2 separate regions of the Sus scrofa genome follow, and region 2 is linked to region 1. A link is a contact called in public Hi-C data. All regions are on one chromosome and are shown on one strand. The core of a region is the stretch at or near the end of the contact, and the rest is flanking DNA. Distances in the headings are between cores, read along the strand shown. Region 1 holds the start of GJB1 (gap junction beta-1 protein). Region 2 holds the start of ZMYM3 (zinc finger MYM-type protein 3).

Evidence for each region. A called contact is a pair of places that touch in the nucleus more often than the background predicts.
Region 2: a contact with region 1 is called in a Hi-C map of liver, with 2.2 times the contacts expected there. The contact joins the promoter of ZMYM3 here to the promoter of GJB1 in region 1. A contact is called at or near these places in 4 of 47 Hi-C or Micro-C datasets (liver and skeletal muscle).

What each region holds. Positions count from the first base shown.
Region 1 is chrX:57,238,250-57,244,882 of Sscrofa11.1, forward strand. GJB1 (gap junction beta-1 protein) reads left to right here and starts at 3,741. Exons shown (of 2, transcript XM_003135162.4): 1 at 3,741-3,892. It also overlaps the pseudogene LOC110257742.
Region 2 is chrX:57,275,666-57,282,298 of Sscrofa11.1, forward strand. It overlaps ZMYM3 (zinc finger MYM-type protein 3), which reads right to left and starts at 3,762. Exons shown (of 25, transcript XM_021080504.1): 1 at 3,734-3,762; 2 at 1,226-1,911; 3 at 209-252. The coding sequence starts at 1,892.

The sequences.
Region 1 (6,633 bases), core at 2,491-4,990:
CTTTGTTTTCTGCTCCAAACTGTCCTTAGAGCAAAAGTTACATGCTTAACGTGAAATGAATTGGTGCACTATCTGGGTCCAGTTCTTCAGAAACCTTGGACAAATATTGACAACTCTCCCTACTTGACCTCTTCTAAGAATCTGAATTCCTGAGGCACAAACTCATTCATATAATTATGTGCCCTTTGAGAAGGATTTGTGAAAACCAATATCAATTATGAATACAGGACAACTTCCATCTTTCCCTAGCAGCCCTTACTGGAAAGAGTTTGCATAACCTTCCACAGCCTGAGCTGGGGTGGGGACTTTTGAAATGTTCTGCAGATTTTCAGGATTAGCCATTTCCCTAATCCTATGGACTCATTTGGGAAGAGTGTTTTGCCTGGGTGTCTTAAGCAACATTTACATTGGAAGCTGTCCCCTTTGATTTCTGAGCCATACAGCAGTGCTCTCCTATTGATCAAAGCCATACGAAATGCCACATTTTGTTCTGTAATGAGGCCCTGGGACGGGCTGGATGATGGACTCCACATGCGAGGCAAGGCTGCTGCATACCATCCAGGGAAGCCTCAAGATCGCTGTGTTGAGGCAGCCAGCACCTCTCCTCTCTGGGATGTAGTGAACAGAGCGCCCACAACCTGCTGATTCTGTTGATGAGGTCTGAACCTTTGAACTGCAATGACGTTGCTGATGCGATATGCTCTTAAATAATATTTTCCATTTTCTCCAGCAACTGTCATGGTCCTGAGTGGAACAGGAGTGTGGAAAGCCCTTATTTGGGCTGATGTCTGAGCCCTACCAGAGACAGCAGGCTTATGCCGAGGGCCTCTTATCTTAGAGATTTCAAGATCTAATGAAGAGCTCCCCAAGTGAATCTGAGGAAGTAAACAGGCTGATGTAAAATCTTTTCATATCCCCCCAAACCTCCATTGTAAGAAGAAAGTCTGCTAGGATTCAAGGCAGACTCTGATATGAGCTACTTACCAGGAGCAAATGGATTTGCACTGCTGGCTGTAGTAGGTTTCCTCCTCTCCTCTCCATTTTCCTCCCCTCTTCCCCCCTCCCGTCCTCTCCCTCCTCTCCCCCTCTGCTCTCCCCTTTCCTCGCTCTCGTAGCAGCACCCCGTCCAGAAGATGTGTTCAAGTAGCAATAAACAGAGGACAAGTCGATTCTAGCAAAAGTATTTTTATACAGCTACAAACTACTCTAAAAGACTTCCTGTAGTCTAGAACTACAAGCACCCTAGAGAAACCCTGCCAGAACTCCAAGAAACAATGAGTACACACTGATATTGACCTGTATTTTCCCTTCCTAGGAGCTCTCTCTTCTGGTCAAACAGGTCTGCCCACCATTCCCCAAACACATCTCACAGCTTCCTGTCACCTGGAATGCCTGGCCTCTCCATCTCCTTTATGACCCACATCCAACTCTGCCTCTTCCAATAAAGCCTACTTTTTACTCCTACCTCTGAACGCCTTCTGGCCTCTCATATCTACGTATATCATTTAGGACATACTCCCTTGTTGGAGGTTCTCGGGTACATGTTTCACCTCTTCTGATAGCTGAGAACCGTCTAGACCAGTTCTCACTTAGATTCTCAGTGGCACCAGTATAGAGCTCATCGGCTGTGATGTCACAGTTAAATAAGCTCTGGAGCCAGACGGCCTGGGTTCAAATCTTGCTTTGTCACTTGCTAGCTGGGTGACCTCAGTTATGTCACTTAACCTCTGTGTGCCTTAATTCCCCTGGGACATGGGAATATTAATAACACATACTGCAGGGAGTTCCCATCGTGGTGCAGCGGAAACGAATCCGACTAGGAACCATGGGGTTGCGGGTTCGATCCCTGGCCTTGCTCAGTGGGTTAAGGATCCGATGTTGCCGTGAGCTGTCATATAGGTCAAAGACGCAGTTTGGATCCGGCATTGCTGTAGCTGTGGTATAGGCCAGCAGCAGCTCCAATTCAACCCCTAGCCTAGGAACCTCCATATGCCGTGGGTTCGGCCCTTAAAAAAAAAAAAAAAAACACATACTGCCAAGGGCTATCTTTTTTCTTTTTTTTTTTTTGGCTGCCCCCACAGCATGTGGGAGTTTCCGGGCCAGGGATTGAACCCATAACACAGCAGTGAGCTGAGCCACAGTAGTGACAATGCTAGGTCCTTAACCTGCTGCACCACCAGGGAACTCCTGCAGAGGACTATTTTGAGGATCAAAGAAATAGTTGCAAAGCACTTTGAACATTGCCTGTCACCCATTAAGTACTCAAGAAATTCTACTCCTCTTTATCCACTCCAACCTGTGCTCTCAGCAGGAATTGCAAAATGCCAAAGAACAGCGTTCAGCCTGTCCCCCAAGGTGTCTAGCTCAATTTTGCCTTGTACCAAGTTTACCATACACTCACAAAAGGAATTCCCTACCTGACTTTATTTTTTTTTTCCCTGCCTGACTTTAAATGTCCTCCCTGCTCTGAGCCCCTTGGCTGGCTGAAGGTTTCTTCCACAGTCACCCAACACAGTTCCTCCTTTCTGTCTCCCAGACATGCCCTGCTCAGTCCTATCTCTGTGCCTTTACTCACACTATTTCTCCTCCCTGGAATGCTAGCCCTAACCTTCCCCTTTCCAACTCCCCGCCCACCATCCTTTACTTCTCCCCTTTAGCCTCACCTCCTCTGGGAAGCCTTCCCTGATTACCTCAAATTTACTCTCCTCTTCCCCTTCTTCAAACCCCCTCAGCAGTCCAAGTCAGAACCATGTAACTGAAGATACACTGATATTTTTCATGGTAACTTCTTGAGTCTCGGTCTCGTCTCCTCAGGAAGTTGATACATTCCTTAAGAAGAGTTGGGATGTTGTCCCTGCTTCTGCCACCTGCCCCTGGCATGTTACCAGTACTGGGAACCCAACAGGTGTCGAGGAAAGACTTATTAATGTACTCAGGGTATGGCCAAGGGAAACCGAGGCTCTGGCTCTTTCTCTCTCTCTGGCAGTGAGCTCTGGCTGGGGTGAAGAGCAGCAGGCAGGGGAACCAGTTTCCAGTGACTTTGCTTATTTTTTCACCGCCACCCAGGCCACAGAATTAGCAGGGTCTTCAGGTAAACCCTCTTTCAAAACTGGGCTGATTCCTCAGTTAATGGTTGACATTCTCTGTTTACCTTAATGATTGCCAAGATCTGTTGCTGCACACGATACACTTTGTGGCTCAACTGCCTTGGCCCTGAGGGTAGAAGGCAATTTTGAAGAGGTTTTAGGGTTCTGGGATGGGATTGGATATATTTTGGTTCACCCCCAGCCACTCAGGACGTGGACGATACCAGAGGGCCAAAGACACCCCAGTACTGCCACATGGGGGAAGAACTGCCATCCCTCACCTTGACCTCAAGGCGTCATTAAGCATTGCCCAGGGCCTCCCTCCCCACCCCCCAGAGTCACGTCAGTTTAGAGGCTGGGAGCTGGAAGGGATGGAAGGGATGGAACTCCGCACAGGAGCCCTCTCTGCAGCTTGCCCACACATTTGCTCTACCTATGGCCAAGGGGTGGGGTAAGGCTGAGGGCTGTTGATGAGCCCAGGTCCAGTTCAGTCTTCCAGATGGGTCAAATATGGGTACATGGCTGACAATGATGCCTCTCTTCCTCTAGGATGGGCCAGTCACTCCAGGCTATGTGATCGGTCTCTCCAAAGCCATTGGGAGCTCAGGGGATCAATCTTATTTAATGATTGTGTGTGGGAGGAGGTAGAGCTGGTTAATGTTTGTCTGGTTCCTCTTGGGCTATGGGCCATATCTGGCTCCAGCCCTGGGCTCTTTGTCCCTCCCCTGGACTGGGCTGACAGTACCTAGTGACATAGTGCAGACACGCCTGCAGACATTCCCTGGGAAAGGGCAAGCAGCAGCCAGGTGAGGAAGCTGGGGGCTGAGGGAAGTGGGCCCCGGGGGGCTGGTGTGGCCCAGGGGGATAGAAGTGGGGGCTGGGGAGAGGCCCGGGTCTTGCCTTCTCTTGGGCTCAGCCTTCAGCCACTTAGATCCCTTCTGTGATTCCCTCTGAGCTCGGCTGAGGCCCCTCCTGCCAGGGGCCAGGCTTGCTTGGTCTCTCTCTATAGCCCCCAACTCTTAGCCTCTTCCCAGTTTGAGTGTTGCTTCTGCTCTCCCTTTTTTTCCCCCAGACAAGAATTCCCCCCATCCGCTTGGGGCCAAATCCCCAGAAAGACTGGAGGGGCCCCCGAGGTGCAGGGTGGCCAAGTTTGCCTCTTTTAAGACGCTTCCTGCCACACAGGCTTAGGGTTTGGTGGGGGCCGCTGGGGCACTGCCAGGTGCTGCTTTCCTTCCCTGATTAGAAGGTAAACCAGGCATGTAACCAACATGGGGGCTGCGGGTCGATGAATACAGTGCACTCAGCAGGCTTAGCGAACCAGCCAGTGCGGCCAAGATTTGGGAGCCTGCGTTTCCATTTTCTTGAAGGAGGCCGGGTGACTCAAGCTGAGCTTGGAGTAACTGACAATTTGGAGATCTAAAGGAAGGGTGGCCCCCCAGCTGTTTGAAAGTTGTTCCAGCTGTTGGGAATGGCACGGCAGAATGCATGGACTTAGAAAATGAGATGAGGAGAGGAGAATAGAGACAAGAGGGAGTTGAATGGAGAGGAGTATAAATGAGGATGCAGCAGAACAATGAAGAAGGGACCCAGGCTTTGGTGAGGGGCCAACATGAGTCCTAATCTGAGCTCCAGCCCTGCCTTACCAGCTGTATACTACGTTACTCAGCTTCTTTGAGCCTCCACTGCCTCCTCTGTGTATTGAAGACAATAACCCACAGCTCGCAGGATTGTTGTGAGGATAAGAGCTGATGAACACACTGCTCCTGGCATAAATGGTGGCTGCTATAAGAAGCCCAAGTAGAGAGCAAGAGGAAGTCAGATAGCTGATGAAGGAGTATGAGGGTATCGTCCAAACAGTGAGTACGGGAGCTAATATTAGCAGGAGTTCTATGGAAAGACCACCGCGGAGCGAGAAAGGAGAAAATTGGAAAGAGCTAGTCTGGCCCTGATGCAAGCCCGGCCACAGAATACATATGGCAGGGCAGAGGGGACAGGGCGGTTGGTCAGTGACTGAGGTGCTGGGGAACCACAGGGTGGAGGCAATGAAGGAAAGCAGAAGAGGAGGTGGGCTGGAGGGGTTTGGTCTTAGCAGCGCCAAACTGACAAAGCCAGGTGGAAATTCAGAAGAAAATCTCAGAGAAAGCCCCCTGTCCTTTCCTGGCCAGAGGCTGCCTGTGCAACAGGGGATGGAGTGTGGGGTCTGAGGCTGAATGTGACCTCATCCAGCTGAGGCAGACCCCTCTTCCCTAAACCCTCCAAAACACAAGAATTTACCATAATTGGAAGGAGGGACCAGGGAAGAGGTGGGGGCGGAATGAGAGAGACAGACTTGATCAATGTTTGAGCAGGTGAGCGTGTACACACTCGCATGTGCAGACACATGTGGGAAGGAGTGTAGATTCTTGAGTTATGGGCCTGGTCTTTGTTAGAACACGATGTCCTTAAAGGAAGGGAGGCTGCCAATGGCAGTGCAATATACAAAGGCTTTGGGGTCAGAGGCAAACAAATTTGAAATTTGCTCTACCATTTAGCAGCAGTGCAGCTGCCACTGAGGCAAGTTATTTCACCTCTCTGAGCCTCAACTTCCTCGTCTGAGAAGTGGGTATAATATTAGTTGAAGGGACAAAGGACAATTGCCTGATTTTGAATGGGGGCTTGGGCAGGTGGGCAAATCTTAATCCGCGGACAAGGCCAGAGTCGTATCTAGTTAAACCCAAGAGCAAAACACGCCTAGAGCAACACAGAGCATATCAATACCTGGACTTTAACCCAAAGTCACAAAAACAGTTTGGATTTCAAAATCAGTTAACTCTCCTGGATGTTTATGAAATAAAACCCTTGAGGTATTGATGTTGACATAGGGATCAGCTCTTCTTCCAAAAGGAGAGGAAAAATTGAGATCCCAGTGCCCACACAAGGGTCCTCAGGGCCTCAAAGTGAGTGCGTGGCTATGTCCCAGAGGCTCGAGAGGATGAGGGGCGGAGAGCTACAAGTACCTAGAAACTCAGAGGTGGCCAGGCTGTCTGTGGGGCACCCTGAGGGGCAGAGAGAGGAGAACAGCTGAATTTGCTTGGGCGTTTGAGGAAGCAGCCGGAGAAAGGTAAGGAAGCTTACCTTAAAAACAGAACAAATCCGGAGGCAGCTGAAAGTCCTGGGAAGGGGGGAAAGGAAAAGAGGTGTCAGTTATAGGAAAGGGGAGAAGGGCAAGAGGAGAATAAAAGTCCAACCAGTCTTGAATCTCTCTGGTCCTAAAAACACTCATAGAGGGGTTCCCGTCGTGGCTCAGTGGTTAACGAACCTGACTAGTGTCCGTGAGGACATGGGTTCAATCCCTGGCCACGCACAGTGGGTCAAGGATCCGGCGTTGCCGTGAGCTGTGGTGTAGGTCACAGACATGGCTCGGATCCCGCGTTGCTGTGGCTCTGGCAAAGGCCGGCAGCTACAGCTCCGATTAGACCCCTAGCCTGGGAACCTCCATATGCCACTAAAAAGACACACACACACATACACACACACACACACACACAACACACACACACACACACAC
Region 2 (6,633 bases), core at 2,512-5,011, 37 kb after region 1:
ACCCTTGGCCCAGCCCTTAGGAGGGAGGGGAGAAAAGGAGGCTGGACTTTCTCCTTAAGAAGCAGTAGACACAAGCACTCCCTCCCTCCTCCTAACTCTCCTCACACACACCCTCCACAGCATAACATCTGGGAGGGAAAATGAAGGGTCTGTCCTTCCCAGAGCTATAGGGGGAACCAGACTCCTTCCAATCCCCTCCCCCCCTCACCCTCTCAGGCGGCTTCTCACTCGCCTTCCCAGTCAGGCCATCTCCTGCAAAGGAAGCAGAAAGCAGCCTAAATCTTGAGCCTGCCCTCACCACCCCCTCCCTGACCCAACTCCCCCCCCCCCCCCCCCGCCTCCATTCCTGGGGAAGAACTTACTCAAAACTGAAAGGGAAAACTCTGAGTGCCTGTGGCTTCTTGGGGGCCCTCTCAGGGTTACCTCGAGCTCTGCACTAAGTGGGGGGTGCAGCTATTTTTCATGAAAAAAAAAATCCTACCTTCCCACCAGCTTTCTGTCCCAATCACTGGGAGTTAAGGAAACACAGGTAACACATCTTTCATCCAGAATTTACAGTTTACCAACAAAAACAAATGCAACCACCCAAAGGTAGCAAGGGGAAAAGGCCACATTTATGTATGGGGAGATTCCCCTGGACTCAGGTGGTTATATAAGACCTAAGACCCCGATCTCTGCCTGGGAGAGGCACGATAGGCAGAATTGGGGAGAAATGAGAGCCTCTCAAGTCTAGGCTGGCCCTCCCCTATCAGGCACACAATCCTAGGCCCTGCATGTCTACCATTCCTCTGAAATCACTATGCACTTGGTGGCTCCAGAACCTAGTTATCATTCATCAGACCCAGAACAAAACAGCTGGAAAGATCTTAGAACCACAAAGCCTGGTGTCCTCCCCAAATCCTGAGGGAAGGACCCTAGTACCAAAAGCCTACTTGGGGAAAAAAAAGGGAACCTCTTCCACCAAATCCACTCTTCTCAACCCACTCCTTGAGACCTCATCCCTATTCCTCCTCCACAGTCACTGAGCTTCCCTCACTCCTACTCCCTTTAATCTCCTTCACTACACCCCACTCCTCCCTTCCAAACCCCCAACTCCTCCATTCCTTCCTAACCTTATCTCTCCACCCTCCCCCCACCCCACTTCCTCCCCAAACACACAGCCACCCTCCTTATCCCCCCGACCCTCTCTCTTCACCTTGATTTTCCAGCTGATCAGGCAACCTACCTGGCAAGGAAGGGTGTGCAGGGGGGCTAGGGCCCCCAGGTTTGGTCTGAGCACTGTTGATTCCATCCCCCAGAGTCTCTCCCACTGAAGGGCTGGGGGGGCCATTTGGGCTCTGTGGCTGCCCTTGAGGAAGCTCCTCCTCCTGCTCAGGGGAGCCCCTTCTCCCAGTAGCTATGGAGGTGGTCTCCTCCTCTTCAATATGTGGGGACTGCAGGGTTATTGGAGAATCTGGAGCCAAAGGTTCTAGTAGCCCCTCAGGTGAAGAGGGGTTTGCCCCAGCCCCTGGGTTAGGTGGCACCACCTCAGGGGTCTGGCCCCCTGGTCCAGGCTCTAGGGTCTGATCTCCTGCATCCCATGCAAGGGTCCCCTCCGGACCATGGTCCACCTCTGGGGGGGAGGGAGCTTTATAGAGCAGCCCCCCCAGCCCCAGCAGCTCAGTGGCTCCATCCAGGACTCCAGGGTCTTTTTCCAGGCCAGCAGGGGTATCAAGCAGGTCCAGGGCTCCTGAGGATGGAGAAGGGCCAGGGGGCGCCCATCCTCGAGTTGGGGCAGTCTGGGATTCCAGTAGATCCTCTCCAAATTCCATGTCTACTGGAAGGTCTCCAGCCAGGGGCTTCTCTGGCAGGGTCAACGGGTCAAACGGACTGGGGAAATCACTGGGGTCCATGAGGATGACTGGATATGGGCTGCAGATTAGGGGTAGAAGAGGGGGTAGGGGTAGAAGAGGGGGCAGAAGAGGTGGTCTTCGCCAGAATTCCTTCTAATACAGGCTCTGGGACACACCCCATTATCCACTTGGATTTCTCCTGAATCGCCCCCAACACAACCGACAAACCTTTCCAAAGGCTTTAGTCCAAATGACCACTCCCCCCCTCCCAAATACAGCGCCCCCTGTGGGGAGAGGCGTTCCCCGCCCTGGCCCAGTGCCCACACTCGCCGGGCAGGCTGTCGTTCCACTCGCCGCGTACCCCCGCCACCCCACTGCAACTCCCTGATCCCCTCCCCCTTCACCTTTCACTCCCCCCGCCCAACTCGGGCTGAACGCCCCCTTAGAGTCTCCTAGGGCCGTTGCCACCGGGAGCCTTTCCCGCCCCCGCGATTTCAGTTTCTATCCCCTCCCCTCTCTCCTAGAGCCCCCCAGCTCCCCAGTCTTTACCCACCCTGTCTGGCCCCACCCCCACCTCCCCGCGTTGCATGGTCCTCTCAGCCCTTCCCTCGCCCCCACAAACTGCCCTTCCTAACCCCTCCCCCCAGTTACCTTTCAGGGTCGCCCACTTTCTCAGCCCCGTCCCCTTTTCCTAGAGCTCTCCCAGTCCTCCTCCTGTTGCCCACCCCCCACCTCAGGCATTTACAGGAAGACATTTTGGAGCTACGATCTCTCCTTGGACCCCCCCCCCTCCCGGCTACTGCGAGTTCCCGCCTGCAGGTTCGGTTCGGCTTGATCAGGCCCGACCCCTACCTGCGGCAGGGTTAGTGTAACCGCTACAAGCCTAGAACTGCAGACAGCGACGGCCCCGCGCTCCTTCTCCACCTCCCTCCCTAGCAGCCGGGACAGGGGTCGCGGCCCCTTTAAATGGCAGCGCCGCTCACAGCGCCCAGCGCTCTGCACCAGGCGGGCGGGCGGCGCCAGCAACCAACCCCATTGGCTGGCTCGTGGAGGGGGCTCGCGAGACAGCGCCGGCCCCCGGCGCGAGACTCCCAGCCCAGTGGACGCCTGGAAATTGCGGAGTGGAACGTAGGCACTGGAGATGGAGCTTGAGCCCCCGCCCGGGGCCCCGTTAGTTGAGAAGGAAAAGCTAGCCTCTGGAGCTCAGAAGCCCGCCCCCCGGGAAAGGCGGCACCCCCTTTACACCAAAGGGCCGAGTACAATAACCCACAAAAAACAGATCTACGCACCTGCTTCCCTTACCTGGCTCAAGAGTCTGGCCCCCCGTCACACCCGTGCCCGCCCTATCTCCTGGAGCCCACTCTACCCGTGATCCCCTCCTCTCATTCAAATGGTTCCCGGTCCCCTCCCCCTACCCGTGTCTCTCTCCGCTTCCCACTCGTGTTCAACCCCCCGGCGTCCGCCCCCCTCAACAGTCCCTACCTACGCCATGCAGCAGGCGCCTGCCAAGATTACCCTCCCCCCAACCCCACCTCTCCGGGGCCCGCCCCCTGGGCGACTGCTGGGGTAATGAGTGACAGCGGAGGGTGGGGGGAGGCAAAGGACCCAGCCCTCACGTGCCCCTCCTCCCCTTGTCTGCAGCCTCGGGCCCCCCTAACCATTCTGAGACTCATAGTTGTGGGGTGTCTTAAGCCTGGTCTCCAGCTACCCAGGGCGGGTTAAATGGCTCTGGCTCAGTGACAACGCCTATGCAGTAACCGTTACTGCCTGATGACCCCAAAACCAGGTCCTGCAAAGACACTCCCCTACTCCTTCCACGGTCTTAGGGTAAGTTCTGGGATCTTCTCCCTGAGTCTTCCCGCAGGAGCCCCCTGCGTTATCTCTTCTGTAGTTTTCCTCACCAAGGCCGACAGTCCTCCTTCCTCCTTTCTATCTCTTGTCTGTCTGTCTCTCTCTGTCTCTCCTTCCCTCCCTCCCTCTTTTTCTGTCCTTGTCCCTCTCTCCCTCTCCCCGCCTCCTTCTCTGGCGCGCTCTCTCTCTCTCCCGGTCTCTTTTTGTCTCGTCTCTGTCTCTCTGGCTCTCTTATGCACGAGCACGCACGCGCGCGCGCACACACACACTCCCCCTCCTGGATGGTCCTTAGCGTGTGGGTGTGGCTGGGGTTGAGGCTGGAGAAGTGGGGTAGGGGGAGGGGGCATTAGTATTAGGCCTACTGGCTTTAAAAAATGTGTGCCAGGATCCTTTCTCAGTCCCCATCAGAGTTAGGGCACTTTCCAATCCCCCCTCTCCACTTTCCCCCTCTGACCCTTAAGGGCTGAAGAGTATTTGGTGTCTGAGATACTAGAAGAGGCTCAGGCTGGACAAGAGTCCCGCCACATTTTTAGAAATACACGTAGGTTTGTTGTCCAGTGCTTGCTCTGGCGTGCCTCTTGCTCTGGGCCTTTCTTCTTTCCCATACTAAGCCTTTCCTAGCCTTATAGTCCTTGGGAGTTTTATCCTCCCTTGTCTCATTCACTTTCCCAGAAACCTTATCCTTCCTGTTCCCCCCATGGCCTTGAGGTTATCTTTGCTCTCTCCCATATACAGAGATAAAAGCAAGAGTTTTCCCATTCAGGTTTTCCAAGCCCAGCCTTTTCTTTACCTTAACCAGTATTCTGTGTACCCATCTCCCACCTTCTGGTTATTTCTGTGTCCTTTTACCTCCTTTTGGATTTTCACTTTGTTGCATCACAGTTGGGCCGCCTCGTTCTTTTGTATTGCCTGCCCTTCTCAACACATGCTTGGATCTCTGGCTTCTCTGGTGGTGGAGAATGCCTGGTTTCAAGTTGAGGGGAGACAGTCTAAAGGGGGCATTGATGGTGTGTATTCAGAGGCAATGTGTGTGAGCTCTGGAGACCAGGATTCTAATCTCCACTCTGCCTGCTTTTTAGCCATTTGATTTTGGATACATCACTTGTCAAGTCACTAGGTCTTATTTTTCTCATCTTTAAAACAGAGATAAGAAAACAATCTAAATGTACGGTAGGAGGTTGGGCAAATCAATTTTGGTTATATTCATACAGTGGATGTAGTCATTAACAACAATATTTTTTAAAAAGCTAATGAGGCAGAGCAGAGGAATTTCTGGGCAGTGAAACTATTCTGTATGATACTATAGTAATGAACACATGTTATGATACATTTGTCAGAACTCATAGAATGTAGGATACCAAAAGTGAACTCTTCCCTAAACTATGAGCTTTGAATGATAATGATGTATCAATGTAGGTCCACCAATTGCAACAAATGTACCACACTGGTGGGGGATATTGATCCCTCAAGAGAGGCTGTAAAGGAGGGAGGAGGTGTGGGGCAGGGAGTATATGGGAACTTTCCGTACTTTCACCTCTATTTTGCTACAAACCTGAAACTGCTCTAAAAAATAAATCTATTAAAATGATACAGGAAAATGCCCTTGATATAATGTTACACTTTTTTAAAAAAATATGTTTTTTTTCTTTTTGGGGCAGCACCTGCGGCATATGGAAGTTCCCAGGCTAGGGGTTGAATCTGAGCTGCAGCTGCCAGCCTATACCGCAGCCACGTCTATTCATGATCCAAGCCACATCTTCGGCCTATGCTGCAGCTTGTGGCAACATATGATCCTAAACTTGCTGAGCAAGGCCAGGGATCTAACCCGTATCCTCATGGATACTACTTGAGTTCTTAACCCACTGAGCTACAACGGGAACTCCCAATGTTACATTTTTTAAAGGAGTTAAAATACAATACTTTGTAGAGAAATTCTATATATGTAGAAAAAGTCTGGAAAGAAATACCGGAAATAATACCTCATAGCTATTAAGATTGAGATGTAGAGTTCCTGCTATGGCACAGTGGGTTAAGGATCTGGCCTTGCTGTAGCTGTGGCATAGGTTGCAGCTCTGGCTTGGACTCGATCTCTGGCCAGGGAACTTCCATATGCCTTGGGTGGCCAGAAGAAAAAAAAAAAAAAAAAAGATTAAGTGAGACGTACACTTGCCTGATATATAGCAGGTGTTTAATGGGTACTTATTAATATTACCATTATAATAGATGTATATGAATAGTTTGGGACTTTATACCCTGGAGCCTTCATGTTCTTGAAATAAATATATATACATATTTTCTCTTTTAGTAAGCCAAAAGTGCCCACAATTGATAAGTCCGAGTATGTATCAGCCACAGATGAAAAGCTCTAACAGAGAATGATGGGGGGCAACGGGAAGGGTGTTGAGTAAGAGTGTGGCCTGCAATTCAACACTCTCATTTTCAGCCTTGTTACAGTTGTGACATAGTACTGAATTCTGTCACTTGTCATTTCACCATTTATAAAGCACTCCTAAAGTGCTGTAAACACTATAAGACAGGTAAGAATGCAGCCCCTGTCTTCATGAGAGCTCTTTCATTTTAATTACATTAATACTTTTCTCATTACAAAAATGTAAGTGTTCACTGTAAAGTTTTGGGAAAGCACAGAAAGTTTGAAGAAGAAAGCAATGATCACTTTATCCTACCTATCATACCTGGAGATAACAACAACTCTTTTGGATGTATTACCTTCTAGTCCTTTATTTTCCTTTTGCCTACTTTTTTTTTTTTTTTTTTACAAAATCGGAATTATCTTGTGCAGTATGTTCTGTAACCTAATTGTATGTCTGTATATTATTCCATTATTTGTATGTGTCATGCTTTGCTTAACTAACTACTGCTGTATGTCAAACTTTTACCATTTTTTATGACAGGCAAGACTACATATAACTTGATCAAACTGTTTGGTAGC